Regions from separate parts of the Mus musculus genome. Here all the other regions are linked to region 1. Evidence: chromatin contacts called from public Hi-C, HiChIP or PLAC-seq and capture Hi-C data. All regions are on one chromosome and are shown on one strand. Each heading gives the region's core, a stretch centred on a gene start, on an enhancer-like site or on the middle of the called end of the contact. The rest is flanking DNA. Distances are from core to core; before and after follow the strand shown. Region 1 overlaps Med13l (mediator complex subunit 13-like). Region 2 overlaps Gm30657 (a long non-coding RNA gene). Region 3 overlaps Gm30746 (a long non-coding RNA gene). Region 4 has its middle 13 kb from the start of Gm30657.

What was found. Hi-C and Micro-C count contacts between places; a contact is called where the count stands out from the background. HiChIP or PLAC-seq counts read pairs in DNA pulled down with a chosen protein or histone mark. Capture Hi-C pulls out chosen DNA fragments and counts their contacts.
Region 2: a contact with region 1 is called in a FOXA1 HiChIP or PLAC-seq map of pancreatic cancer cells. The contact joins two enhancer-like sites. A contact is called at or near these places in 4 of 115 datasets of contacts at active chromatin or transcription factors (embryonic stem cells, microglia and pancreatic cancer cells) and 1 of 9 other capture datasets (embryonic stem cells).
Region 3: a contact with region 1 is called in a Hi-C map of the HPC-7 cell line, with 2.6 times the contacts expected there. The contact joins two enhancer-like sites. A contact is called at or near these places in 2 of 484 Hi-C or Micro-C datasets (the HPC-7 cell line and embryonic fibroblasts) and 2 of 115 datasets of contacts at active chromatin or transcription factors (both in embryonic stem cells).
Region 4: a contact with region 1 is called in a capture Hi-C map of embryonic stem cells, with 3 times the contacts expected there. The contact joins two enhancer-like sites. A contact is called at or near these places in 1 of 484 Hi-C or Micro-C datasets (embryonic stem cells), 7 of 115 datasets of contacts at active chromatin or transcription factors (the 3134 cell line, double positive thymocytes, embryonic midbrain and 2 more) and 1 of 9 other capture datasets (embryonic stem cells).

What each region holds. Positions count from the first base shown.
Region 1 is chr5:118,611,054-118,618,117 of GRCm38.p6, forward strand. All of the region lies in intron 2 of Med13l (mediator complex subunit 13-like), which reads left to right. Among named protein-coding and RNA genes, the nearest start is that of Med13l, 54 kb to the left of the region's middle. Within about 2 kb of position 2,863, at least 135 of the 459 cell types and tissues checked have an H3K27ac peak or open chromatin away from gene starts, as enhancers often do. A contact at or near this core is called in the HPC-7 cell line, embryonic fibroblasts and pancreatic cancer cells, where this site is marked.
Region 2 is chr5:118,401,134-118,408,055 of GRCm38.p6, forward strand. It overlaps Gm30657 (a long non-coding RNA gene), which reads right to left. Exons shown (of 2, transcript XR_878722.1): 2 at 1,659-2,457. Among named protein-coding and RNA genes, the nearest start is that of Gm30657, 9.0 kb to the right of the region's middle. Within about 2 kb of position 3,363, at least 100 of the 459 cell types and tissues checked have an H3K27ac peak or open chromatin away from gene starts, as enhancers often do. A contact at or near this core is called in pancreatic cancer cells, where this site is marked.
Region 3 is chr5:118,462,268-118,468,909 of GRCm38.p6, forward strand. Gm30746 (a long non-coding RNA gene) reads left to right here. Exons shown (of 3, transcript XR_387646.2): 2 at 170-302; 3 at 700-817. Among named protein-coding and RNA genes, the nearest start is that of Gm30746, 3.5 kb to the left of the region's middle. Within about 2 kb of position 4,229, at least 263 of the 459 cell types and tissues checked have an H3K27ac peak or open chromatin away from gene starts, as enhancers often do. A contact at or near this core is called in the HPC-7 cell line and embryonic fibroblasts, where this site is marked.
Region 4 is chr5:118,423,509-118,430,248 of GRCm38.p6, forward strand. No RefSeq gene overlaps it. Among named protein-coding and RNA genes, the nearest start is that of Gm30657, 13 kb to the left of the region's middle. Within about 2 kb of position 1,788, at least 120 of the 459 cell types and tissues checked have an H3K27ac peak or open chromatin away from gene starts, as enhancers often do.

The DNA of each region.
Region 1 (7,064 bases), core at 1,613-4,112:
CCCTGCTTTAAACTACTGATTATTTCTGTAGAATGCTGTTGTGTGCGTTGTTGGCTCACGCAGTTGATGCTGAACCCATCAGATGGCTGCATTGTCCTCTAGGACTACAACAGAATTGATTAGATGGCGCGGGCAGCAGCATCTGCTCAGTTTCTCAAACTTCGGATGTTTAGAATTTATGTCTTATAAATAGGGTAAGACACATTATTTTGATGCCGTAACTTTTTTATGCAGTTTGATAATAGTGCACAGCCTTTTCCTTTACATAATTACTTTTGTAATTCATTTTCTTATCACATGGTTTATTTCCCGAGAAAGGCTCGTTAGAAGTAGTATAGATAAACATCTCTGACTTTTTATGCCATTCATCCATTTAAGTTGCCAGAAAGCCCTAACCGCAGCCCAGAAGACAGACCCATGCATGGGTGCTGCATCCACTGTTGCGTGTGCTGATGACGGCACCCAGGCTCTCAATGCTGTCCTTTCCATCCACACAGCGCGTATGTTTACAGATCAGTTGGTCACTGGTAAATCTCTCCTAGTGTTGCTCCACGTGATGCACTTTATTATTCCTCCGTTACTACATCTATTTTAATTATTTCCACTTAACCATTAATTCTTTTTCAAATCAAAGAGACATCCATTTTAGGGGTCCTTGGCTATTGCCAGTTTTTTATTTGACACGCGTGATTGCTAAACTTTGTATGATGATTTTGTTGTATTGTAGTCTGGAGGCTTCTGCACGGCAGCGGGTGTGGGGTAGGGCTCACATGTTCAGTGCACTCTAGCTCTCTTGAGCTGTCTCTCCATTGCACTTCTAGGTCTTGGAGGCTCACCTGCGGCTTAAGGCTAGCTTTGGTGTTTTTTAAACAGCAGTGAGATAGCTCCTCAGTGCAGGTCTCTGCAGAGCTGGTCTGATGTGGAATCAGAGCCTTAAAATAAAGAGTAACTCTCTGGCTCACCTATTTTAGCCATTCTGTGGTGCTTAAAGCAACTCATGCTTCGTGGTGGTGGTGGTGGTGGTGGTGGTGGTGGTGGTGGTGGTGGTTGCTTTCTTTGAACGTGTGATTCACACAGACTCACTTTTGTGTGGTAACTGCTTGTTACTCTGGTGCCTTCTCTTATTGAGAAGCCAAAGGACAACCTGCAGCGTCAGTTTTCCCCTCCCACCATGTGGGTCCTGGGGACTGAAGTCAAGTGTGAGGCCTGCTTGATGGCAACCATCTTTACTGGTTAAGGCATTTTGTGTCCCATCCTCCGAGCCCCCAACCTCCACCGCACATTTTCAGACAGAGTGTTATGTAGTCCAGGCTGGTCTGGAACTTACTCTGTAGCTGAGACTGGCCTTGATCCTCCTGCCCCCATCTCCCAAGTGTTGGAATTATTTAAAGGAATCTGCTGCTGTATTTAACCCCTAAATTGTTTTTAATTTAAAGTAGAAAAGTGCTTTAGAAATACTGAGAGTCAGCCAATATGCCATTTTCCTGGTCTGAGAAGGACACGAAAGGAGAAAAAAAGAAAAGACAAAGGAGCCAAAGGACAAGTGGCATTCCACGAGCGCTCCTCTTGTATGTCTGTGTGCATGTCCATGCCTGGTGCCCATGCAGGCCAGAAGGCTTTGGCTTCCCTGAAACTGCAACTCAGATGGCAGTGACCTACTATGTGAGTGCTGGGAACTAAACCCAGGTCCTTTGCAAGAGCATCAAGTACTTTCAGCTTCAAGTCTGTGAGCCATCTCTCCAGCCCTTAACCGTGTGTTGTCTGTGTCTTCTTCCCCATTACTTCAAGCAGGACAGGGTGTCTGCTGCTTCTTGCAGATGAGGGCGTGGGCAGAAGGTAGATGCCTGATGTTCTCACGCATAGCAACCCTTCTGCCCATTTTCTTAAGCAGAAATGGCCGAGGGTAGGCTTGTTCTATTAAAATTAAAGTTGCTTTTCCTGCCCATAGTAGCAAGGTTCTCTGGTTAGTGCTGTAGAACAAGAGCCAGTCCACTGCTGTAAACACCTCCGACCGACGCAGGAGGGGGCAGGGGATGGATACAGTGACTCACTGGTGGCCAGTGGATCCTTCCACAGAGAGAAGGAACACAGAGAAGAGAGTGCCAGACCAAGGCGTAGTAGACTCACCCCCAGACCTAAGCAGGAGTTAGATGACTTTTTGTGTTTCTAGGTGTGTCCCCCATGGGATGGGTGTGGATGTAGACGTTAAGGACTAAGCTTCAGCTTCCTGTGGTTTCCCTCCCTCTCACTGACTGTGACTTAGCTTTCCTAGGCTCCTTCTTGCCTCTACCCGTATTATCCAAAGCCACGCCGTGACTCACTGCTCCCTTCCTGAGCTAGCCCTGCACAGCGTTACTCTCCAGGCTTTCCATGCTGTGTGTAGGACAGGGGTTAGGAGCTGCAGCTGAAGGCTCCTCGTGAGCCCTGCCCTGCGAAGTCCTGTTGGTGTGGAGGAGCTGTTGGGCACGCAAGGTGGTGGGAACCCAGAGATACGTGTTAAGCCCTAAGTAATGTCAACAGTATCTGATGTTCTTGATACTTCCTAATTCACACTCCCCCTCTCCCCTGTGAGTAGCCTCGGTGTGCAGTGATGGGCCCAGCAGTTTATCCTGGGTGACAGAAGGTCTGTGAGAGCAGACCTCAGCACCTTCAAAGAGAAGCTGGGCCCAGGGAGGCAGACATGGGGTGTGCTGTAAATCCTGTGAGGTTGAGGCCAGGCTGTGATGCTACAGTGCAGACCCAAGGAGACACACACACACACACACACACACACACACACACACACTTGCTCACCCTCTACAGTGAGTAAAACTTTGTTAGGTTCCTGGGAAGAAGAGTGACTGCCATACTGGTCCTGTTTTGGTCCCTTGCCAGGTGCCAGGTCAGGCAGCAGGCTGTTTGTTATGTGTGTGACTCGTGCTTTCAGAGGTGTCTGTGAGTATTTTCATGTGAGCATGATAATGTTTTTAGGCTTTCTGTAAAAGAGGGTGGATTTCTGCGTGGTAAATGCCAATTTAAAGTGTTAGACTCCTTACATTAAACACCCCCAAGGTTGCTCTCTAACTCCAGCCAGCGGCGGCTGCTAAGAGCTGTTTTTGAAGCAGTTAAAGCTCCTTTTTTTTTTTTTTTTTTTGTCCCAGAAGAGCATCCCTCTGGTGGAAATGGAATAGGGCCTGTGCTAAGGGCTGAAGAATGGACAAAGAGATGGAGTCTTTATGGCAAGGAGCCCGGGGCTGCTGGCAGTTACAGATAGCTGGGCAGCACGTGGTGCTCCCGGTGCTCTTGGAGAGAGGCTGCTCTGCCTCTGCCCACTGAGCTCAGTGTGATGGAGGGAGGGAGCCTGGGCAGGCCACTGCTCAAGGATGGAAAGCGTTCCTTCTGTGCAGTTGGTTCTGACAGGGCACTGAGTTACCATTCTGCACTAAGGCTGAGACACTGCAGAGGTCATTTGGACGGCCGGGCAGGTGGCTTTGTATTAAGTACCTCTGCAGACAGCTTCAGCCAGGGGGTTTTATATTTTAGGACTACTAAACATGGTATTTTCAGGTACTTCTGAGACTTTTTCCATTTCTTGTTTGTCAACTGTCTTTCTTTGAGCTTGATGGAAAGGAAGCCCCGGTAATACTCCTACTTCCTCTATTCCAGACACTTGAGCTTTTCAGATAGTTCAAAGGCTAAAGAGCTTGTTGATGTTTTGCACTCCTCACTTCCTGCCTTTCTGCTGTGCGCTCTTGGCAGCTCCTGGCTCTCATTCTTCCCCCTCAGGAGCCTCAGTTGTGGTACCCTGGGTCTTCCCAGGGCTTCCCTGACTTCCACCTCCAGGGAAGAGGGTTGGTGTTGGGAGATTGTAAGGAACTGGGTTTTAGGAACTATGTTTTTCTGAAAAATTTCTACCTTTTTTTTTTTTTTTTTTTTTTTTTTTGCCTACTGTACATGTGCATGAGGTGTCAGATCCTCTGGAAAGAGAGTTACAGGTAGAGAGTTGTAGGTGCTGGGAATTGAACCTTGGGTGCTCTGGAGGAGCAGCCAATGTTGGTAACTGCTGAGCCATCTCTCCAGCCCTTCTCTCTTGCTTTTACCTCTTCATCTTGACTAGATTTAACAAGGCATTTAGGTAGCATTCTTGAGAGCGTTTTGGTAGAAATACTGAAAATAATTAGGTGCTGTATTTTAAGTGACTTTTAAAACAACAAACTACTGTGAAGACCTGTGGTGTTTATGCTTAAAGCCGAGCCTGTAGCTAGCAGTCACGCTGAGAAGAGGCACTGCTTTAAATCAATACGTAAAAGCACCCTCTTGGCACTGAAGAATAGAAATATGTTGCTTATTTGTCTGAAGACTGAGGTTTCTTAAGTTGTTGTCATGGCCCCTAGAGATGCAGAGTCTCGATCTTTTTACCTCTCTAGGGCAGCTGTGACCTTTGAAGAACTCTTGTCCCTTCTACATCCCAGGTTCCTAGATAAGGTCTCCAGGGTCAGAGACAGGAGCTGTGCATGGAGAAAGTGGCCGGTTCTGTTGCCCTTTTGACATATGCTTACGAAGACTAACTGGGGGTTTCATTTCTGCTATTTCTACGTTTGTGCATACATTTGGTTTCGAGCTTTCTTTTGATTATTTTAAAAATTGACCAAGTAGACGTTAAGCTTGCTTACATTTATCTTTAACACATGGCTGATACAATTACCAGAAGAGTTGAAGTATGACAACACTTCACAGGGTTTTGCACAATAGGTTAAGAAGTCTTTCAGTTTTTTCTGCCTGCCTTTTGGGAATCAAGTGCCTGTCTGTCTGTCTAAGGCCAGGGTGGCATTGCTTCTGAGACAAGTGCCTGTCTGTCTGTCTGTCTGTCTGTCTGTCTGTCTGTCTGACTATCTAAGGCCGAGGTGGTGTTGCTTCTGAGACAAGTCCCTGTCAGTCTGTCTAAGGCCAGGGTGGAGTAGTTTGCACACATAGGAGTTGAAGCTGCCTCTGCCTCATATACCTGTGAGTTGAGTATAGTCTGCTTGTCTTTCTTCCTAAGATTTTAATATGTTTTTTTTTTGTTTATGTGTCTGCATGTCTGCCTGTGTGAATTGGTGTTCACTTTGTGTGTGCTGTGTCTGTGGAGGCCAGACAAAGGTGTTGGAGCCATTGGAGCTGGAGTGACAGGTGGTTTTGGCTAGCATCATGTGGGTGCTGGGAATTCAACCCTGGTCCTGTGCAAGAACAGCCAGGGCTCTTAGCCACGGAGCCATCTCTCCAGCTCAGTGCTGCTTGCTTCAGTTAGTAGAAGTATGTTAGTGAGGATAGACCTTTGAAAAAGTAACCATTTAATTGCCTCCTAACATTCTGAATGTAACTATTTTGACATATTTAAACTATCTTTTCTAATTGTTGTCTTAACTGAGAAAATGAATATGATTTGAGGCAAGATAAAAGTTATTAATAGTTCGGGTGCATTTTATCTCCTTTGTTTTCTCTGTGGTAGTCCCTAAGTGATTTAAAATAATTTGTCTTTTTGTTTTTGATGCTCTAATACTTTTTATTAAGCTTAGATTTTTGTGCCCTCAGTTTGAAACTGACAAGTTTCAATTGAATGCTTCATTTTATACCACTGACTTTAAAGAAAGAGAGGTAGGTAGGTGTGTGTGTGTGCACACATGTGTGCATTCATGTTTGTGTACATGTGTGCTTGGGCTGGGTGTTGCATTTACCTGGGAGACCAGAGTCTGACTGGCTACCCCCTTTTACCACTTACCACCTTAGTTTTGAGACAGAGCTCTCTCATTGAATACTGGCTGGTCAAGAGTCCCCAGGATCTGCTTGTCCCTGCCATTCCCTAGCACTGAGAACCAGGTCTACACTGGCACATGGAAGTTTACATGGGTTGGGATCCAGACTCAGGTCTTCATGCTTGTGCAGCAAGCATTACATCCACTGGGTCATTTCCCAGGCCCCATTATTGATTTTGAGAGCATCAATACATTATGAATTGAGAGAGTAGGATTTTGCATAGGGTACTGGTAGGACATGACTTTGTTGCATGTAACAAGGTGTGGTTTTTCAGGGTGGCAGCAACAGAGACATTCCAGAGGGGGACAGTCCTATACATTTTTGATGACAAGGTCAGTTTGTCTGTTATCAAATGCTCAAAACAGTTCGATATCTTCTAATTTATGCTGTAATTAGAACAAAGGGACTTAAAACCTTCTGGAATGCAAAAAAGAAGTCAATTTAGCAAAAATGATCAGATTGTCTGACAAGTTGCCTGGATTGTTTCCTAAAGAGATAGAGCTGGGCTTACTGACCCCAGCCTGTGCTCAGTTATGAAGCGTGGCCTTTAGAGCTAGTGTGGGGAAGCACTTCTCTGTATCCATGCGTCACTGTCATGGATTGTAAATGTGCAGGTGGATGCCTGCAGGAGCTAGACCTAGCCACCATCACGCCTGTTACCATTCATGTCTGCACAGTGCAGGAGGTCTTGCACTCAGTGAGGCGGGAAGCAGTCCCAGGGTCAGAGATCAGAAAGCTAAGCCAGCTTCCACCTAATGTGATAATCTAGATGGAAACATCTAGAGTTTGTTTTTTAAAACACACTCACAAACCTTCTTAGAATAACTGAGTTTAGCAGCACTAACAGGTACAAAAAACAGAGTACAAAGTGGGGGAAAAATACTGCAATGAAGAATCTGGCAAAAGAGCCAGTGCAGAGAAAATAGAAAATTTCCCAAAGGTCAGAAGGAAGAGAGCCAGCAGCCCAGTTAGGAGAGTGGAAACAGAGAGCTTCAGAACTGGGCTCTAAACACATGAAGAGTTTTCCTTTCTTAGCCACAAGAAGCCCAGCTTAAACCTACAGGGAACACAGCAGCAGCAGCAGCAGCAGCAGCAGCAGCAGGTGCTGAGGAAGGTGTAAGGGCTGGATCACTGGTGTGTAGGTGCAGGGCCTATAAAACGCTGCGCTCACCCCATTACGAGCTGTTGAGTTCCTAAGAGTAAATGTTTATCTGCAGTGCAGTCCAGCAGCTGTAATGTGGTCTTTTATCCCAGAATGATGAAAGCCTCCACCTCAGTGTGCAGTAGCAGAA
Region 2 (6,922 bases), core at 2,113-4,612, 210 kb before region 1:
CATGCCAGCGCCTAGTAAGATCCACACCAGAAGGACCCGAGGCACAATAGCGGCAGCAGGAAGAGCTCCCCAGAGGTAATCACTCTGCAAATCAAGGATCCAAAACACTGCAGGCTGCATGACAGAAACCTCAGTGCGGCCTCATGGGAGGGGTTTTGATCCAAAGGCAGGCGATGCAAGTCCCCTGTGTCCATCCCTAGCATCCCAAAGAAACATAAAACAACAACAGCAAAAAAGCAGGCACACCAAAAGCCTCTAACAAAGTCAGTCTCATGCGAGGCAGTGTGAGTGAGGCATCTTTGAGTCATGACTGACACCCTCCTTGTGTCTTTGCAAATATTCTAAAATCCAAAAACACCCCCAAAGACACAACCCCTGATGGTTCCCTGCAGGGTGAAGAAGAACACATAACCCGCATCCACACAGCTGGGTGAATGCAAACTACCGGTGTTGTTACACTCTTAAAAATGGTGAAAACCAAGCCGGGCGTGGTGGCGCACGCCTTTAATCCCAGCACTCAGGAGGCGGAGGCAGAGGCAGGCGGATTTCTGAGTTCAAGGCCAGCCTGGTCTACAAAGTGAGTTCCAGGACAGCCAGGGCTACACAGAGAAACCCTGTCTCAAAAAACCAAAGAAAAACAAAAAAACCAAAACCAAAACAAACAAACAAAAAAACAAAACAAAAAATGGCGAAAACCTGAAGTGATGGTTGGTTTGTGAGACTCTAGAGTTCAGGCTGGTTACAAACAGTGCCCCCCCCCCCCCCCGCCTCTGTTTCCCAAGTTCAGGGGCTCACGATCACTTCTGGCTGCCTACAATGTCAATTCAGTGGGTAAGGGGGATTGCTGCCAAGCCTGACAACCTGAGAACTCACATGGTAGAAGCAGAGAATTGACTTCTGCACAAAGACACACACACACACACACAGAGAGAGAGAGAGAGAGAGAGAGAGAGAGAGAGAGAGAGAGAGAGAGAGAGAGAGAGAGAGAGAGAGCATAATAGAAATTTTAAATTAAAAAAAAAATGTGAATCTGATTTGTATGTGTTGTGTCACAAGTTTTCAATCACCCAAGCAGGTATCCCTGTCACATCATTTCCATCTTCCCCATCCCCATTCCACCCCACAATGTTGGAGGAACTCTACCCATTTTAAAGGTGAGGAAATGATTTCCAAGGGCTGCCTGGCTGGCGGGTAACAGAGGCAAGGTTTGAATTCCTGAGTAAGTAAGTCCATTTGACTCCTGAGCCTTGCCATCCTCTCCGCCCCTCATGGTTAAGGAGATGTTTTTTCCGCACAAGCAGATCTGATTTCCCCAAAGGTGGTATCATCGGGTCCTAGCCCATAGCCCCATCCGCACCCTCTCCATTTATATCCTCATCTGCTTGATTTCAATGAGTCCGCACCAGGGACCAGGAACAGCATCAGCTCTGAGGGATGCAGAGATGATCAGGATGCTGAGAGTCTATCATCAGAGGTGAAGACAGAGCCAGGCAGGGGATGAAGGCACAGAGCATGGGGATGGGGAAACATGAGGAGGGAATTCTTCACAGAGAGCAGGAGCCTAACTGGCAGGGCACAAAAGGTTGGAAAATGGGGTTAGCTACTCCTGGGGATGGGTGTCTCCTGTTGCTGTGATAAAATACTCTGACCAAAGCAACTTCAGGGAGAAAGGATTTATTTTGCTCAGAGTTGCAAGTTACAATCCATCACGGTTGGGAAGTCACTGCGGCAGGAGCCTGAGGGAGTTGGTCACATCACATCCTCACATCCGGCCACAGTTAGGAAGCAGAGAGCTATGGGTGCAGGCCACTGCTCAGCCCCCTGTTGCTTTTATACAGTCCAGGATCCCAGCCAGGGGATGGCACCACCCACAGTGGGCAGGTCTTCCTACCTCAGAGAACAAAATCAAGATGATCCCCTGCAAGCATGCCTAGGGGTCATCTCCTGGGAGATTCCCTGGATCCTGTCAAGTTGGTGGTTCATTCCAACCATTGCAGGGTAAGAGAGTTCAATCCGTGCACAACTTGCACAGCATGCTAAAGACAACATGCTAAAGACCTTCAGACTCTGCATTTGAAGAGATGCATGTTAGGGTGCAAAGATTAAATGTCAATAAAGAGGTTATAGAAACAAAAAAGCAGTAAGCAGCATTAAACGGATGCTTGAGAAGTAGGAATCACGGACAGGTTCCGAGTATGCATCTGCCTTCCATTTGTATAGCCCACTCTTTGTGCATGTACATGTACACACGTGTGCATGTGTGCACACACTCTCATGTGCCTTCTGTACATCTATGGTATACCACCTACAGATGGTGTCATTACCTGTTCCTGCTACCCATGGCAGGTGGCTCCTAGTTGTCTGTCATTCCAGCTCCAAGGGGATCTGTCCAGGGGATCTCTGGCCTCTGTATGCACCTGTATTCCTGTGCAGATACCCACAGGCTGGCACACCAACCTATGCATAATCAAAAAATAATAAAAGTGAAAGGCAGAGAGCAATAAAGGAAGATGCTGGATTCCCACCTCTGGCCTCCACACTTACATGCCTGGTATGCTCACCTCCAGCACACATATTCCTCTAAAAAAAAGTTGACTTTAGGCTGGGCAGTGGTGCCGCACACCTTTAATCCCAGCACTTGGGAGGCAGAGGCAGGTGGATTTCTGAGTTCCAGGCCATCCTGGCCTACAGAGTGAGTTCCAGGACAGCCAGGGCTACACACAGAAACCCTGTCTCAAAAAACAAAACAACAACAAAAAAGTTGACCTTATTATTTAACCCAACATTTTATAAATATTACCAACTCCGCATGGGATCAGTCTCAGAACATTAATGTGTTGGTTCATTCTCTTTTGTTCACACTGACTTCAAAATCCAATCTGGGCAGTAAATATTCCCTGGAAATGCTGGATGTAATTTAGAGTTTGTGAAATCTAAGGGGAGAATAGGTTCACTCCCTCAACTTGTTTCCAACATGTATTGAAGTTTTCCCAAGCCAAGGCATATGTTTTTACACATCTGCCATCCCATCCAGAATTGGTGAGACTGAGGCAGGAGGCCTGAGAATTCAGGGTCAGCCTGTGCTATAAGAGAATCTAATTGGGAAAAAAAAATCTGTTATAGTTGGACACATGATTTTTCTGCTTTTCAGTGTAATTAACAAGCCTCTGGAAGAGATCGAGGGAGAGGCTGCTGCATCCCACAGCAAGAAGTGGCATCCGTGGGTGGAGCCTCACCCATTTCCAGTTACAGAACTGGAGCCCTGGGGTGTTTTTGATGCCCACACAAACCCTGTGTCTAAGGCGTAGCCCTCACCTCTCTCCTTAATGATGGCCTTAAGTCACTTCCCTTAGTGAGTCATTTCTACGGAAGGGATGTGGCTGAGGCAAAGCGAGACTTTCAGGGCTGGGTCACTCAGTTCACCATGGCCTCTTCTGCCTGCTCTTCTGGGTCATAGCAGCAGTCGTGACATGTCAGGCACAGTCAGCCAATCCCATAGTTCTACGTAGAGGAACAAGCCAGCAGCCCCATCAGTTTCAATCACATGGTGGCTGCTCAATCAGAGGTTTTTGTCAGCTTCACATGAGCTAGAGTTATCCGGGAAGAGGAACTTCAACTGAAAAGACGCCTGCATCAGTAGGGGCATATCTTAACTAGTGATTGATGAGGGAGGGCCCCGCCCACTGTGGGTGGAGCCATCCCAGGGCTGGTGGTCCTGGGTTCTATATAAGAAAACAGGATGAGCAAGTAATGAAAAACAATCCAGTATGCCTCACCCTTCCATGGCCTCTGCATCAGCTGCTGCCTCCAGGTTTCTGCCCTGCTTGAATTCCTATCCTGACTTCCTTTAGTGATAGATTATGACTTGAGAGTTGCTAGCTAGAATAAAGCCATTCCTTCTCAAGTTGCTTTGGGTCATGAAAGTAACTAACACTTAGAGCCCAGGCTCCACAAAGTCTTCCTTCCTACTATGGTCACTCGAGGTCACCTCTAGCCTGTGACTTTCTCAGACATCTGAGGTAGGAAAACCATCTCTCTTGATCCCAGCCTTGTGGCTCCTAAGGCTTCCAGGGAAACAGCCAGGGAATGTGTTGTGTAGCTGTAGGTGACCAACCCAAGCCAGACTCTGGCTGAACCCTGGTTGCTTTGTCATAAAATGGGGGCTTAAAGGCCATATGAGACTGAGAAGACATCTTGGAGAATGTTTAGCTGAAGTTCTATGTGAAGAGGAGCCAGCCATCAGGCCCCTTCAGCAGACCCACTGAGTCTGTTTCAGTCACGTGGTGGCTGCTCAATTCAAAGCTGCTATCATTATCTGCTAAGTTCAGGTTGGCCATGTAAGAGACAGTATGACCTGGCTTCCCGCCCCTGGAACAGAGCCAGCAGGGTATAGGCCCCCACAACTGTTGTTGATTGCTGTGGGTAAAGCCTTGTTTGTGTATAATAGTGTACATATTTTCACATTCCTCCTTTGAGGAATGTCCTCTCGGCCAAGATCAATAACCCCAGGGTAGTCAGAAACAGCAGGAGTCCAGAAGGTGAGGGTGTTTCTACATCTCAGCAAAACAGTTCAACTCTGTGACCTTCAGGACAGCCCTTAAGGCTGTGGGAAAGAACGCTGAAAACTTGAGTTTGAAAATATATAATTTCTCAACTATGCAAAATACAAAGATACTATATGAAGTGTATAAGGAGCTTCGTGGATCTAAAGGAACAGAGGCAGCTGCACTATGAGCCAGAAAGATATAAGGACAGGCAGATTCCTCAGTTCAAGGTCAGCCTGGGACAGGAGTTTAGGTCCAGTGCTAGATGTGATAGAAATGTTAATTTCAACTCAGGGTCCCAACCCTGTCTGTGCTTGTGCTCTCTCTCTCTCTCTTCTCTCTCTCCTCTCTCTCTCCTGTCTCTCTCTCTACTGTCTCTCTCTCTCCTCTCTCTCTCTCTCTCACTCTCTCTCTCTTTCTCTCTCTCTCTCTCTGTTTGGTTTTGGTTTTGGTATTTTGAGACAGGGCTTCTCTGTATAGCCCTGGCTGTCAAACAAACAGGAACTCACTCTGTAGACCAGGCTGGCCTCGAACTCAGAAATCACCTGCCTCTGCTGGGATTAAAGGCATGTACCACCAAGCCTGGCTCTTGCTGTCTCTTTCTAAGAATCAAGGGGCTGGGGTCCTGGGATGCTAATTCAAAAGGGAACCTGGGTTGATGAGTGGATCGATATGTACGTTCAAGACTGAGCTTTTGATCTGCAAGAAATGAGCTATCCGGCGAGTTTTTAGAATTGCAAGAAAGTTGTCTGGAGCAGAGAGCTCTCTGGAGAACTCTAGAGAAAGAAGAGTGTAAAGAGAGCAACCTGGCTTGAGCAGAACTCAGGCTGTCAGTTCGTAACCCATGATTTGACGAGGAGTTGCTCGTTTTGCCGCTCTCAAACACCCCTTCTCTCAGGGACCCCTCTCCAAGCTGAGGCTGGTCCTTGGCAGTTGTCCTTCCCCACTCCCTCTTTCCCTCTTCCCATTCTTCCTCCTCCCCTCCTCCTTCCCCTCCTCTCTATTCAGGGTAAAATACTCAGAGTCCTGGAAGGGAGTGTCCATCACTTCCAGGTAGCCACAGTTAGAGCTGTTAGGAGTGGAATATCCTCAAATTCCCCCTACAGGTAATTGGGAACTTGGCCCTTCTAGAATGTTCTCCATCAACTGTCCCAGTCATTCTGAAGCTTGTGACTGTCATTCATCCCTTTGGACATGAGAGGGGTTCACTCTGCACACAGCTTTCTGTTTCCTGGGTTCCTTATAGACTTGCACTCACAGAGAGGAGCCCAGAGGCTCCTCTGATGGCCTGTACCTACTGTACTCTTATACTGGGCTTTCACTTGGGGGATGGGCCCATGCTGGACTGCCCCACTGTGGTTGTTGGAGGCCTCTCGGCCAATCAAAGCATCAAGAACAAATTGGTCTGTTCTCAGTACAATGACTCTGGGACAGTGCGCCAGTAACCACATGCCTCAGTTTCCTTATGTCAAGTGGGGTCACACAGTACTGGTACTACCGATTAACCAAGAACATCCAACAAGGGGGTTCCTAGAGAAACCCTCAACTCTCAGAAGTGTCACGTGAACATGGCTGTGGCTCTGGCACCGTAGTGTGTGTCTGCGACTACCTGAAAGAGAGCTTCCACAAATAGGACTGGCTGTTCAGAGTCATGGAGACCCTGGACACAGACCCCTCGGAAACACCAGCGCAACCATGCAACTAGGTTGAGTTTCAACAGTAAAAATCAATTTCTCACCGGAGGCTCCCCAGCCCCTGTAATATTTCTCGGTCCTTTTTTTTTTTTTTTTTTTTTTTTTTTTGGTTAATGGCTTGGGGGTTTCTGCACTGTTTTGCTCAGCCACGCGGGGAAATGTTTAATGAATCCTGTGAATATTCATTAATACTTTCTGATGGGGGAGGCCCTGCTGCCGTCCAGTGGGTCTCTGAGCACCAGCGTGGGGAGAGCAGCACACCTCCTGATTGGCGAGATTTGTTTTCCATTTCTGGTTGCCCTATTTTCTGAGACCTCAGGGGGCTCGCAGGGCCAAGCGGGGCGGCAGAGCTGTTTCCCTGCTTGGTCTCCATAGGCTCAGGAAGGAGTTCTAGAAAGCCAGGCTGTGAAACAGAAGATACAGAAAACCCCCTGCATCCCTGCATCCCCGCCTCCGTGCTCTGTGCTCTGCGCAGCAGGCTCCAGACCCTGCATCCTGCACCCGTGCTCTGCAGGAGGCTCCTTGAAGACACCACCACACAGAGACAGGGCAATCCATGCCAGGGGAAGCTCGACAGATGAGCAACTGACACAAAGGGCCCCTAACAAGAGAATGGACGGCTGAGAATACTTACAACAACAGATCGCTGTACAGGAAAGAATGTGAGATGACCTGGCCTGTGGA
Region 3 (6,642 bases), core at 2,979-5,478, 150 kb before region 1:
CAACAACAACAACCAAAAGAAATGGGCAGAGGAGTCCAGGGCTTACTATCAAAACTGTAGCCAATATTGTGCTAAAATGTTTAAGGCCTGGTCCTCCAAAGGAAACAAAGGAAATCTGAAGAGGACCAAGTGTGAATTTCCACAGTGTAACTACTTCCCTAATTGCTAGGATCCAGCTGCTGATACAGTCACCAAACATGGAAGAGCTACACAGGGCCAGGCTGCAATTTCTCCTCCCAAGTCCAATGGAGCCCATTGCAGCAAGTGAGACATTTGGAATATTGTTACCATTGGATGTGTGGGTACGTACTTACACACACACACACACACACACACACACACACACACAGAGTTTTATTTTGTTTGTTTGTTTGTTTGTTTGTTTGTTTGTTTTGAGACAGGGTCTCTCCGTGTAGCCCTGGCTTTGCTGCAACTTTCTGTAGACCAAGCTAGCTTCAAACTCACCAAGATCCTCCTGCCTCTGACTCCCAGGGGTTGAGATTAAAGGCATGCACCACCACACTCAGCTTGAGATATAACTTACAAAGGGTAGAGGTGTATTTCAGAACTTGTCTAGTGTACTCAAGGCCCTACATCCCAGACCTTCAAACAAACAAAAACACCATGCAAATGAGTTTCAGTTTAAGTCTCTCTCTCTATTTATTTTTAACCATTAACTATGCTTCCTTGCTCTCTCAGATTGGATACCCTGTGGGGACATGGGGACCAGATTAGGAGGAGGGACACGTCTGCGGCTGACTGTGTACAGATGTTAAACATCCGTAGTTTGGATTGAGACCTGGGTTCAAACTCTGCTTCCGCTCTCAGGCTTCCCGGTGCTCATCCAGGAAGAACCCATCTATCACCTGCATTTTTTGGCTGACTGAGAGGACATGGAGGGAACTTCCAGATGCCTGGTACACAGTAGGGCATCAATTCAATAAATGATGGTGACTTTCATGTGTAGAGATCGACTGTGCTCCTGAGAATCAGATGAGGCTCAAGCCACATACAAGGAAGCCAACTGGGCTACAGAGGAGCAGTAATCCTGGAGAGGGATTTCGGAAGTCAGAAAGCCCAACTCTCAAAGAAAGAAAGAAAGAAAGAAAGGGGGGGAAGAAGGAGGGAAGGGGGAAGGAAGAAGGGAAGAGTCAAGTAGGGCCATTGGAAGCAAATGTCCCTCTGTCTGGGATTGGAAGGTCTAGGCTGGGCTGGTGGCACACACCTTTAATGTCCCCAGCACTCAGGAGGCAGAAGTAGGAGGGTCTCTGTGAGTTGGAAGCCATCCTGTCGACCTAGTGACTTCTATGTCGGGGGTTCTATGCAGAGAGTCCCTGTCTTCGAAAGAAAGAGAGGGGTGTGAGACAGAGTGTCGTGGGATTCTAGTTTAACTTACTCTGGGAAGCGACAGAAACTTTAGGGGGTGGGGCCTGGTTGGAGGAAGTGGGTCACTGGCAGCTTTGTCCTCCTAGGTCCTTTCTGCTTCTTGGCTTCTATGAGCCAAATGACTCTACCTCAGTCGGTTTGTTATAGTGACACAAAGCTCCCTTCTTTCATGACTCTTCCCCACAAGATGAACTCCCTGGTGAGCTAACCAGGGAGCTAGCATCTTGCCTTCACTGTATGTATGTATCTTGCCTTCTCCTTCCTCCCCAGGGTTTGATTTTTCCCATCTGTAAAATAGGATCGTCTTTTGGTAGAGTGTATGTTTCTGGTGGCTGCTTTGACAAATGGCCCCTGCAGTCCTCGGGGAGGGGGGCTTCATTTACCTTTCCTGGAATCGGAGTGCTGCCTCAGAGTGTCTGTGAAATCCCTGCCTTCGGTTAAGGACACCTTACTTGGATGGAAATTTGGAACTGAATTCAGTGTGATCTCTTCTTCCCTTTCACCTTTATTGACAAATAAGATGAAGGTCTCCAGCCATAGAAGCAAGCCCAGCCTCAGCCCCACACATGGTCCCAGCTTCTCCCTTTGACCCGCTTGGGGGACCCTCGTCTCCTGTGCAATGGGAAAGAGCTGGTCCTGAGAGCGGAGTGCTTGGCTTGGCAGCCACTTCCTCCACACAGCTAGTCATTTTCTTCTCTGTCTGGTTGCTGAGCCTGCATGCGGCAGGGTTGGATATGAAGGTCAGGCTCTCTCTCCACTTTTCCCAATCGAACTTTCCACAGAAGTCAACTTTCCCAAGGATGCTGGGTGCCCAGCTATTATTAGTTCAGATTCAGCACTGACAGCACGGGGAACCAGACAGAAAAGCAAGCTGCATGCTGGTTGAAGCTGGTGCAGGCTCAGCTCACCTGGGCGTGCACTGGCCCCAGGCTAGTCTAAAAGGGCAGAAAGTCTAGGACTCAGAGCTTTGCACTGGAAGATGATTCTGGGGTGTATGCACCCCATCCTTCTGCAAACCTCTTGGATAAGCATTAACACATGCCAGGCTGGTCAGGGTACTCTGTTCCTGTCTCACCTCATCCCTATAGCCACTTTGCAAGGCTACTGTCCTGGTCCATGCGTCAGGCCCCATTCCCTAGCCTGGCAAGGTGGTTTATGCTTATAATGCCAACACTCAGGAGGCAGAGCCAGGAGAATTGGTGAGTTTAAAAGGCCAGCCTGGGCTGTTCGTAGCAAGGCATCCCTGGAGTTCTTGACCCTGAATCTAGATAGGGTGGGGGTAGCTCTTCCATCCGTCCCTGTTTGGAAGGTGGGGTTAGAAGTGGGAGGGATTTTCTAGGAGGAAAGGGCGGGGCTTTAAGGGACCCTCCTTCTTCTGGTCCTCCTGCTACAAAATAGAAAGCAGGAAGGAGTTTTAGGGTGTGAACCCATGTTCCGGGTGTCTGTGTACACACATTGAGTTAATGTGCAGGGTGCGCTTCTGCGCGTGAGAGGACGTGTGTGACTGTGCAGGGTTCAGGGAAGTGGTGGCTGTGTGTGTATGTGAGAAAGAGTGAGCAAAGGTGGGTGTGCCGTGGAGGGAGGTTTGGGGGGTGAGAGAGAGAGAGAGGGTGTCGGGAATGAGCGAGTGTGGGGTGTGTAGGGGTTTGTGATGTGCGTGTGTATGTGGGGGAGGGTGAGTAAGTCTGGTATGAGTGTGTGTGAGGGGGTGGAGAGAGGGAGGGGTGAATGAGTGTGGGGTGTGTCAGGGTGTGACGTGTGAGAGAGGTTTGTGTGTAGCGATGAGTGTGTGTGTGTGTGTGTGTGTTTGTGGTTTTTGGAGGGGCAGGGCTAGAGGCCAACACTCCTGGAGCTGAGCCTGGAGGGTCGAGCCCAAACATCCCCCTCTTGTCCCTCCTCCCCTCCACCCTATCCTCCTCCCTTGGCCCCCTGGATTCCCAGAGGATTCCGTTAACAGCTGGAACAAATGAAAGGGGGAAAGCTGGGCGGGGCCAAGCGGGGTCAGAGGGGCTGTGCGGGCGCTGGGCTCTGCCTTCCCGGGTTCCTGGATGCTAAGGATTACAGCCTGGGCTGCCGCTATTTAATCAGCTGGTAGCAATTTAACCATTACACCCCAGTGAGAGAATCTAAGACATTTCCTAAAGCCCGGGAAGGAGAGGACTCAGAAGGGTGGAATGCGGGGCTCGGGGGGTGGGGGTGGAGTGGGGGTACGACCGTCGGGACACAGTACAGCTTTATTAAAGAGGGAAAAAAAAACAGAAAGGGGCTAATTCCGTCTTATGCAGTAAAGATGGGGCAGGGTGAGAGCCCCAACGTGGGGTGTTGGGGACCTTAATGGGCCAGTGAGGGAGCCTATAGAGCCACCTAGATGTGGGGATTTGGGGCGGGGGGGGGGATTTTGTCTCCTGCATCAAGGGGGTGGTCCGGAGTCGGAGAGGGAAGCCTGCTTTGTGTAATCCCTGACACAGCCTCCCTGAAGTGGGGCCCAGCAGAGCAGCTAAGCAAGGGACCCCCTCATTGTGGGCTACTGGCTGATAAGTGAGTGTTTAGAAAACAAGCCCGCGGCTGTACTCTGTAAGAAGTGGCTTCCTCCGCCTCTTTTCTGCTTCAGGTGCTCCTTAGCCCTGCCACCAGCTGCTGCCTTGGAGCTCCCAAGAAGGCAGCAACAGTGGGAGAGCCTTGTAGAAGACCAGCCCAGGAGACAAAAGCAAGGGTGGTTTTTGAGGTATCGACAAAGCACTTCCCTTAAAAGTCTGGCGTTCTAGGCTGGCACTCCAGGCTGTCCTAGGCTTGCTGATGTTCCTGGAGCAAGTTGCTAAGTGTCTCTGAACTTAGGTTCTTTGTCTGGCTCACTTGGGTTGGTGAACTTTTTCTGCTCAGGGCCAAATAGTAAATAAGCTTGTGAGTCACAGTCCCCACGGCAACCATTCAACTTTGTCCCAGAAACAGGAACTATAGATAAATGAATAGGCATTGCTCTGTCTAATAAAACTTTATTTACAGAAACAGGTGTTTCCTGGGCTGTAGCTTGGTTCTGATCTAGGAAACATAAAACGACAGTGCACATCTCCTGCAGCCACAGTGGCTTGTGCCACCATATCTCCAGGGTCTGAAACACATCTTCAGGTGACTGTCAGCCAGGTGGCAGAAACAAGGCAGCAAAGATTCTTCTGCTCAACAAACTTGCCACTCATTGCCCATAGATCAGTCACATGCTGGGAGATTCTTTGCACAAGTCAGAGTCTCCATCAATTTTCTATGGCTGTCACAGAAGGCAGGAGGCAGGGTCGTTTAGAAAGAACAAAGGTTTATTCAGCCCACAGTTATGGAGGTGGAGGTCCAGGATCAGAGGGTTGTATCTGCTGAGGGTCTTATGCTATAGAAGGCTGGCAGAAAGACAGACAGGTTCATATAGAAAGGACATAACAAGGGGTGGCTTCACTTTATGGTTGCAGGAATAAACTCTCTTGTGAAAGGCAGTAATTCCTGAAAAACAATCTAATCACCCCCTTTTAATGTAGCTTCTTTTCTAAGGGTTGTGTGTGTTTGTGTGTTTCTGTGAGAGTGTATGAGTATGTATGGGTGTATGTATGAGTATATGTGTGTTAGTGAGTATGTATGTGTGTGTGCATGTATGTGTGTGTACTTGCATATGGAGCTAGGAAGTCAACCTTGGGTTTCATTCCTCAGGAACCACCTCGGATTTTGAGACAGGATCTCTCATTAACCTGGAGCTGGACAATTAGGGTAGGGTGGCTGATCATCAAGCCCCAAGAATCTACCTGTGCCTGTCTCTTAGCACTGGAATAACACAGTGACACACACTCACATACTCTCAAACACACATTCTCATACACACACACACAAACACTCTCACATACATTCACACACACTCTTAACACACTTACACATGCTCACATAACTCACACACACTCACAATAATCTCACACACTCACACATACACACACTCACACACGCTCTAACACTCACATACACTCACACACTCACATACACTCACACACTCACATACACTCACACACTCACATACACTCACACACTCACATATACTCAGACACATCTCTCACACACTCACAGTCACATATACTCACACACTCACACACACCTCTCACACATACTCACACATACTCTGTCACACACTCACATTCACACAGTCACACATACACTCTCATACACTCACACACATTCACACACACACACACACACACACACACACACACACACACACACACGCCCTGCTTTCTCATGTCAGCTTTGAGATGAGCTGGAACCCTGATGCTTTGGGGGCAAGCACTGCCCTGACTGAGCCTTCTCTCCAGCTCCTTGCTTGTGTCTTAAAGGTCACATCTATCAATATTGTTACACTGGGATCTACATTTCCACATGAAATATTTTTGTTGAGGGGGAGGATTAAATCCCAGCCAAAATACTCAGCAAACAGTTTTATAAGGGGGGGGCGTGTCTGGGGAACTGGGCTTGGCAGGGTGAACATGAGTTTTCCAAAAAGAGGACCTGGGGAGGAGAGGATAAAGGGGAAGAAAGAGGACTGACATTCAAGGCACTGGTGGAGGATTACTTGTGCTGAGACAAGCAGGAGCCAAAGACACCCTTGAGGCTGACTCTCATATTTAGGTTGGAGAGCAGGGAGTCACTTAGAAAGGGAACAGTTGCCCTTACTGCTGGCGGATGGCTACTGAGCCATCTCTGCAGACACTCCGAATGCCGGGCACAGAGCCTAGCCACCCCTACCCATCCCTGCCCCCCTCCTCTGCCCAGACATGGCACAGTAGCTCTGTAGTTTGTGCTGCTCCAGCCCAATTCCCAGATGAGAAAACTGAGACTCAGGAGGATTCTAGCAACCTCCTCAGACTCAAACAGCTAAGAAGCGGGAACTCCAGACACAGAGCTTGCTCTGAGGTACACGGATACACAATGAACAGCCAGAGAATCAGCTCACCCCATGGGAAGCTTGCTGTCTTGGTAGGGAGACCAACAAAACTTTCCTCAAGTGAAGCTAGACTTAGTCTATTTTCGGATGTTGTAACTGAATGCCACAGTCTGGCACATTTATGAAGCGTACAAGTTTGCTTGCCTTGTGGGTCTGGAAGCTGGGAAGCCCAAGAGAGGGCTGTCAACATACGTGGGAGCCTTAGGCTATGTCCTACTGTGGAGGAAGGCTTCTCCTCCCTCTCCTTCGTTCCTTCTCTCACCTCCTCCTCTCTCTTCCTTTCCCTCCTC
Region 4 (6,740 bases), core at 538-3,037, 190 kb before region 1:
TTCTGGCTCTTCTCATAGGAACTCCCAGCTTCCCTCAAGCCCTACTGTCAAGAGAGGCCATGTTCTCCTCACTACAAAGCCAATTCACCAGAGATGGGATTTCTGAACTACAAAGAGATCAGAAGTCAACCTGTATGTATTCAGTCTCATCCTCCACCGCGTGGCCCTAGGGATTGAACTCAGGTCTCCTTACTCTCCGAACCACCTTGCCAGCCTCTTGGAAGGTTTCTTCTCCTGATATGAGGAGGTGGCCTAGTGGGAAGGAGGATGAGGTGGATTCAGGCAGAGAGGACAGGGGAGAGAGCGAGGGATGTAGGAGCCGAAGACCACAGCTTCCTCGGAATGATGAAGGGCAGCCCCTTGGCTTCGCCACATAGCAGCTCCAGAGATGGTTCTAGGGATCAACCTGGCATACACTATCACGCACCCTGTGCCCAGAAAACCCTGGGACCACACTGCTGTGACACCACCAGCCACAACAACACACATAGTACTGGGAAGCTATGGGGATTGGGGAAATCAAAGTGCCTTGGATGAGGAAGAGCAAAGGTGTTTCCCCCTCCCCACTCCAGGAGGCTGCCCTCCCCCAGGGGACCCTTCAGGCATATCTGGAGATACATTGGGTTGTCACAACAGGGCTACTTTCCTACTAAAAATCTAATGGGCAGGGGTCAGCAACACTGCCAAGCATGGAGCACACAGGGGATGGCTGTTCAGAACAGACTGAGTTGGAGACTGAGATAGCCCAGTTTACCTGAAATGGAAATGTTGGTGTAGAGCCTGACAGTTGGAGGGAGGATTCAGGGGTGGGATCCTTCCCTGCCTTTCTGTGGCAAGGCTTGGTGGCCAGGAAGATCATATCGGTAGAGGGTTTGCAGGCCTTGGGAGATGGTGGCTAGTCGTGACCACCTCCCTGGTGCCTGGGTCACAGGCTCCATGTGTTTCCTGACTGCATGATGTGCATCTGCTACTTAGGAGCCTACCCAGGAAACTCAGACCCCTGGCCATGCAACTCGGAGTCACACAGCCTCTCCTGCACAGACATGCCCTGAGTCTGAAATGTTCCTATGTTTCAGTAACATGAGCCCAGGATGGGAGAGAGAGAGAGAGAGAGAGAGAGAGAGAGAGAGAGAGACCTTAAAGTTAGAAGGATACTGAGGCAGGGCCTTGGAGGGGTTGGGGTTGGGGACACAAAGACAGTAGAGACAGTAGGAGATAAAATGAAAGCTGGAAGGAAATGGAGAGAGATGGAGGGGGAGGAGGAGGAGACAGAATGGGGGGAAAGAACAGAATGTACTGTCCAGTCGTAGGGGGAGGCGAAAGGGAGGGGCAGGGAGTGGGATGGGGGAATTCTCCATGCCAGCATCCCCAGGATGGGGAAGCCCAGCCCTGAAGCTGAAGCCAGCAGATCAAGCATTCTCTCTGGTCCAGGCCTGGCCCTTTTCTCCACATGACTGTTGGTATGCCCAGTTCCCTGGACAACTGCCAACAGGAAATTCCTGGGACAAAGCTTTCCACTCGGAGGTTTTTGTTGTTGTTGTTTTTCTTTTTTACTTTTATTTATTTAAATATTGTTTTTTTTATTTTTTTCCACAAATGAGGAATGAACAAGAGGGAGGCAAAGAAAACAAGAGAAACCAGCTGGTTTATATATTTACACACATTTATACATTCTCACCCTGGTGGGGCTAGGGAAGTTCCGAATCCATTGTGTCTGTTGAGTCCTGTTCTTCCCCTGGAAGGATCTGTGACCTCACACTCCCATGATGTCACAACAGGTTGCCATGGACCTTGCTTTATTATTGTAAACAAAGGGCCTGCTCTTTGGGGCACTGGCCCTGCTTTCCTCGGGAGGAGCTGGGAGCAAGCCCCGGGTGTTGTGTTTTCCTGGGAAGGCTGCTGGTTCAGAAGTCTGAGAAGCTGTGAAAATACTCGTACACACAGTTCCCTCTGTGCACCGTGGCCTCTGGATGAGCCTCGGGCTGGGAACCAGAGCAATGAGGTCAGCACTTCTCCACTGGACCTCCAGCTTAGCCATGAGTCCTCACTGCCAGAAACCAGCTCCCTGCCACCCATCTTTCCCAAGGTTTCCACTCATTCACCCAAAGTGCACTAAGCACCTACTATGTGCTAGGTGCTGCCATGAATGGAAAATGTAGGAGTCAGTACCACCTCCTCCAAATCTCAGCAGGTCACCCACCAGCAAGACTGTGTTTGGTTTCACGGGATCACAGAACGGGGCAGGCCAGCTGAGAATGAGGAGCGCTCGCTCAGCATGAGTGTGGATACCTAACCTACCACATTAAACTAGGTGCGGTGATGCACATCTGTAATCCCAGCACTTTAGACAGGGGTGGAGTAGGATGGTAGGTTTAAGGTCATCCCTGGGCTACATCATGAGTTCGAGATCAGCCTGGACTATTTGATTTGATACCCTGTCTCAAGAAGAAGAAGAGAAGCTGGGCGTGGTGGCGCATACCTTTAATTCCAGCACTTGGGAGGCAGAGGCAGGTGGATTTCTGAGTTCTTTTGAGGCCAGCCTGGAGTGAGTTCCAGGACAGCCAGGACTACACAGAGAAACCCTGTCTCAAAAAAAACAAAAAACAAAAAAAGAAGAAGAAGAAGAAGAAGAAGAAGAAGAAGAAGAAGAAGAAGAAGAAGAAGAAGAAGAAGAAGAAGAAGAAGAAGAAGAAGAAGAAGAAGAAAGAGGAAGAGGAGGAGGAGGAGGAGGAGGAGGAGGAGGAGATGGGGGAAAGGAGGAGGGAGGGGAAGGAGGGAGGGGAGGAAGAGGGAGAAGAGGAGAAGGAAGAGAAGGAGGAGAAAGGAGGAGGGAGGCAGCAGAGGAGAAGGGAGGGAGGAGAGGAGGAAGGAGGAGAAGAGAAGGGAGAAGAGGAGGAGGGAGAGAAAGTGAGGAGGAGGGAGGAGAGGGGGGAGGAAGAAGAGGAGGGGGAAGAGAAGAAGAGGAAAAGAAGGAGGAAGGGGAGGAGAGAGGGGAGGAAGAGGGAGAAGAGGAGGAAGAAGATGAGGGGAAAGGAGGAAGAGAGGAGGAGGAAGGAGAAAAGGGAAGCTACAGTGAGAAGAGTAGAGGGAGGAAGGAGGAGGAGGAGAGTGGAGAGGAGGTAGGGAAGGAGGAACAAAGGAGAGGGAAGGAGGGAGGAGAGAGGAGAAAGGGGGAGCTACATGAGAAGAGTAGATGTAGGAAGCCACTTCACAAAGCTATCCAGGAGGACATCTTGGGAGAGGTGACATGCCAGAAATCAGCTGGAAAGCATAGGAACAGATGGCAGTGACAGAGGCAAGGGACAGACACTCCAGGCAGTCACTGTGGTGATGTGTCACAGTCTGCTCTCTTTTCTTGTTCTCCCCCACTGTTGCTATAACCGGATGCTACAATCTGGGTCATTTATAAAGAACAGAGGTTTATTTAACTGCATTTTGGAGGCGGGAGAGAAGTACAAGAGCATGATGTTCTAAGCGGTGAGGACTCCTCCCCTCCACGCACTGCATCCCAGTGCATCTTGGATGCCGTGTTCTGATTGGCCAGCCCTGAGCACAGCTGGAGCAGGGTAGGAGACACCTGTGTCAGCAATGTGTGGAGGTCGGTTCTCTCCTTCCACCTTGATATGGGTCCTGGAGATCTGGGTGTGTGCCACTCTCTGCTGAGCCATCCTTGCCACCCCGAAGGATATATTTAATATGACCCAGAGCCTAGGGAATTCATCTTGCAGTGGAGGAAGCCCCCTGGCTTCTAAGAGGGAAAGAGGGGTGCTAGCCCAGGAGGAGCCCCAACAGAATTCAAGAAGTTTTCATGCCAAATATGTTTTTGTTTGTTTCGAGACAGGGTTTCTCTTTATAGCCCTGTCTATCCTGGAACTCACTCTGTAAACCAGGCTGGTCTCGAACTCAGAAATCAGCCTGCCTCTGCCTCCCAAGTGCTGGGATTAAAGGCATGTGCCACCACTGCCCGGCACCAAATATGTTTTGCTTAAACAGTTCCAAACACCAAGGATGTTGATAAACATTGTTAGTCAGAATCTGTCAATGACCAATGGAAGCCTCCTGTAGCTGACACTAGCCTGCAGGTCACCCCTCATCAAACCCCTAAGTTTCCCACCCTTACACTCAGCATGAGGCTTAGTTTACCTGAAATGCAGCAGAGGGTGGAGGGAAGGGGGGTCATTTATTCCACAGCCCTAGTGTGACCATCCCCATATGCCACCTTCTATAACATTTTTCACAACAGGACACTGAAAGTCAATGTCCCACGACCTAACAGGCAGTAGTCAAGACAGGCTCCAAGGCAGCACCCCCTCCCCCCACCCAGGACACGTCAATGAAGTCCTCTATGTCATCTGTAGTATATCTACCATCGCTTTGCCTGGGAAAGCAGGCAGGGTCTGAAGTTAGAATGCTATCTTACCATAGGCAGCCTGATTAACTTCTCTGTGCCTTGGTATCAAATGAGAGCATAGTTTTTTCAGTTAGTCTGCAGCTCTGTCAGACTATGGGTGTGACCCTGGGTCACCCCTGTACCCAAATTACCTCCATGTCTCCTCTGCTGCCCCACCCCTCCCACCTGGCACCTTTCTGTTCTTATATCCACCTCTGAGCATGCTCATACCTCCCTTGGACCTTGTCCGCCCACACCTGTCACTTCACAAGCAACAATTCTTGTCCCCTCCTCAACCCACCTGGGGCACTTCCTTTAGCTTTAGTGACAGGCAGAATGGCAAAGTAGTACAGAAGTTGAGTTCCAGAGTTAGACACACCTCGTTCCCCATCCCAGACTTGACATAAGCTGTTTGCTCCTGAACAGGTCGCGTCCAATCTCAGAATCTCAATTTCATTCTCTTTCTCCCTCCTTCCTCTCCTTCCCCTCTTCCTCTCCTCCTCTTCCCCCTCTTCCTCTCCCTCCTCCCCTTTTAAAGTCAGGGTTTCATTTATTCCAGACTGGCTTTGAAGTCACTAGCTGAAAGTAACCTTGAACTCTCGACCCTCCCTCTTGCACCTCTTGAATGCTGGGATCACAGGCCTGCCTGGTTTCTGAGGTGCTGGGGCTGACACTCTTCCCCACTTTAGAGAGTCATCGTGCTGGGGGCGGGGTCCCTAGCACTTACTGAAAGCATATTCTACTTCCACGGGGAACCCCTGTGATGGCACCCCAACTTTGTAGGTCCCCCGATGAACCCACTGACGAACCTTACATGGAGCTGTGGGGTGGGGGTGGGGGAGAGGGAGTAGCAAACTCAGCATCCCAGGAGGCCAGGAAAGAGCCGACTTCAAACTTGGAAACACTGACAGACCATCGCTTTTTGGCTGTTAAGCCTGTTGATGCTTGTTGGATCCAAGTCAGCTAAGGTTCATCAACGGGATGCGCTGCCCGGTTTCCATTTCACGCCTGGGTGTTCCTGCTTGAGCATGCGCGCCTTGCCCCTGCCTTTCCCTCCCCCCCCACCCCCTTCTTTGCATTTTCCTCTCACCTAAGGCCCTACCTCCTTCTTCCTCTGCGCATCGGCTGTCCAGTCTCTTCCTTTTGACTTCCCCATTCTGTCCTGTTTCCTAGTATACAGTGAGATAAACATTTGTGGAAGCACTAAAGCCACTACAGAATTCTGGCGCTAACGTGGAGTGTTATTCCTTCCCAGCCGCTGTGACCAAATCCTCCAGTCTCGATGAGTTATGAACAACAGAAACATACACGTGTATGCTCAAGGGGTCCCAGGTATAGCATCTGGCGAGTGCACCTCCTTTCTGTGTCCCCACACAGGCAACCCAGTTCTTTGGCTGGTCACCAGGACTCTACCCTTGTGACCTGTCACCCCAGCACAGTAGGTAGTCATTGTTGTGACCCCAGCACACTAGGTAGTCATTGTGTGAATTTTTGTATGTGTGTGAGTGCATGCCTACATGGATGCATGGTGCAGAGGTTAGAAGAGGGGGTTGGAGCCCTTGAGCATCATGTGGGTTCTGGGAACTGAATCTGGGTCCTCTCCAAGGACAGCAAATGCTCTTAACCCTTGAGCCTCAACATGTGGACTTTGGAGGCCACCATAACCAAGACAGGAAGACACATTAAAAAAAAATTTACTCACTTATTATATGTGACTACACTGTAGCTGTCTTCAGATGTACCAGAAGAGGGCATCAGAACTCATTACAGATGGTTGTGAGCCACCATGTGGTTACTGGGAATTGAACTCGGGACCTTTGAAAGAGAAGTCAGTGCTCTTAACTGCTGAGCCATCTCTCCAGCCCTAGGAAGGCACATTCTTGTTGGCCTTTCTGCTGTCTCCTCTTGCATGTTCAGCCTCCTGACTGACTCTTCAGACTGACTCAGCCAACACCATGCAGCCTTGGACCTATCGCTAGGACACTTGCTTTGTTCCTGCCCCCCCCCCATCCCGTCGTTTCCTCTGACACCCACCCCCCACCACTCCAGAGCCTTGTCCCCATGCTACCTGTCCCTGGTCACCCTGATATCCAGCTTCAGCATCCTGCCCAGGAAAGGTGTCATGCTACAGGCCAGTCCCTCTGATGGTGCAAGAGCCATAGAGGCCTTTGGGCTGCCAGCCCTGGGCCCTGAAGGAGTCTGATCGCACAGGAGTAGCCCTGGGATGGCCATGGAGTGGAAAAGCCATCAGAGAAGGAGAGGCTTCTGCTGTGGCGCTGAGCTACCTGCCTGAGAGGAATGGCCGTGTAGGTCACTCACCTTGGGCTGGGCTCAGAGCACCTAGGCAGGC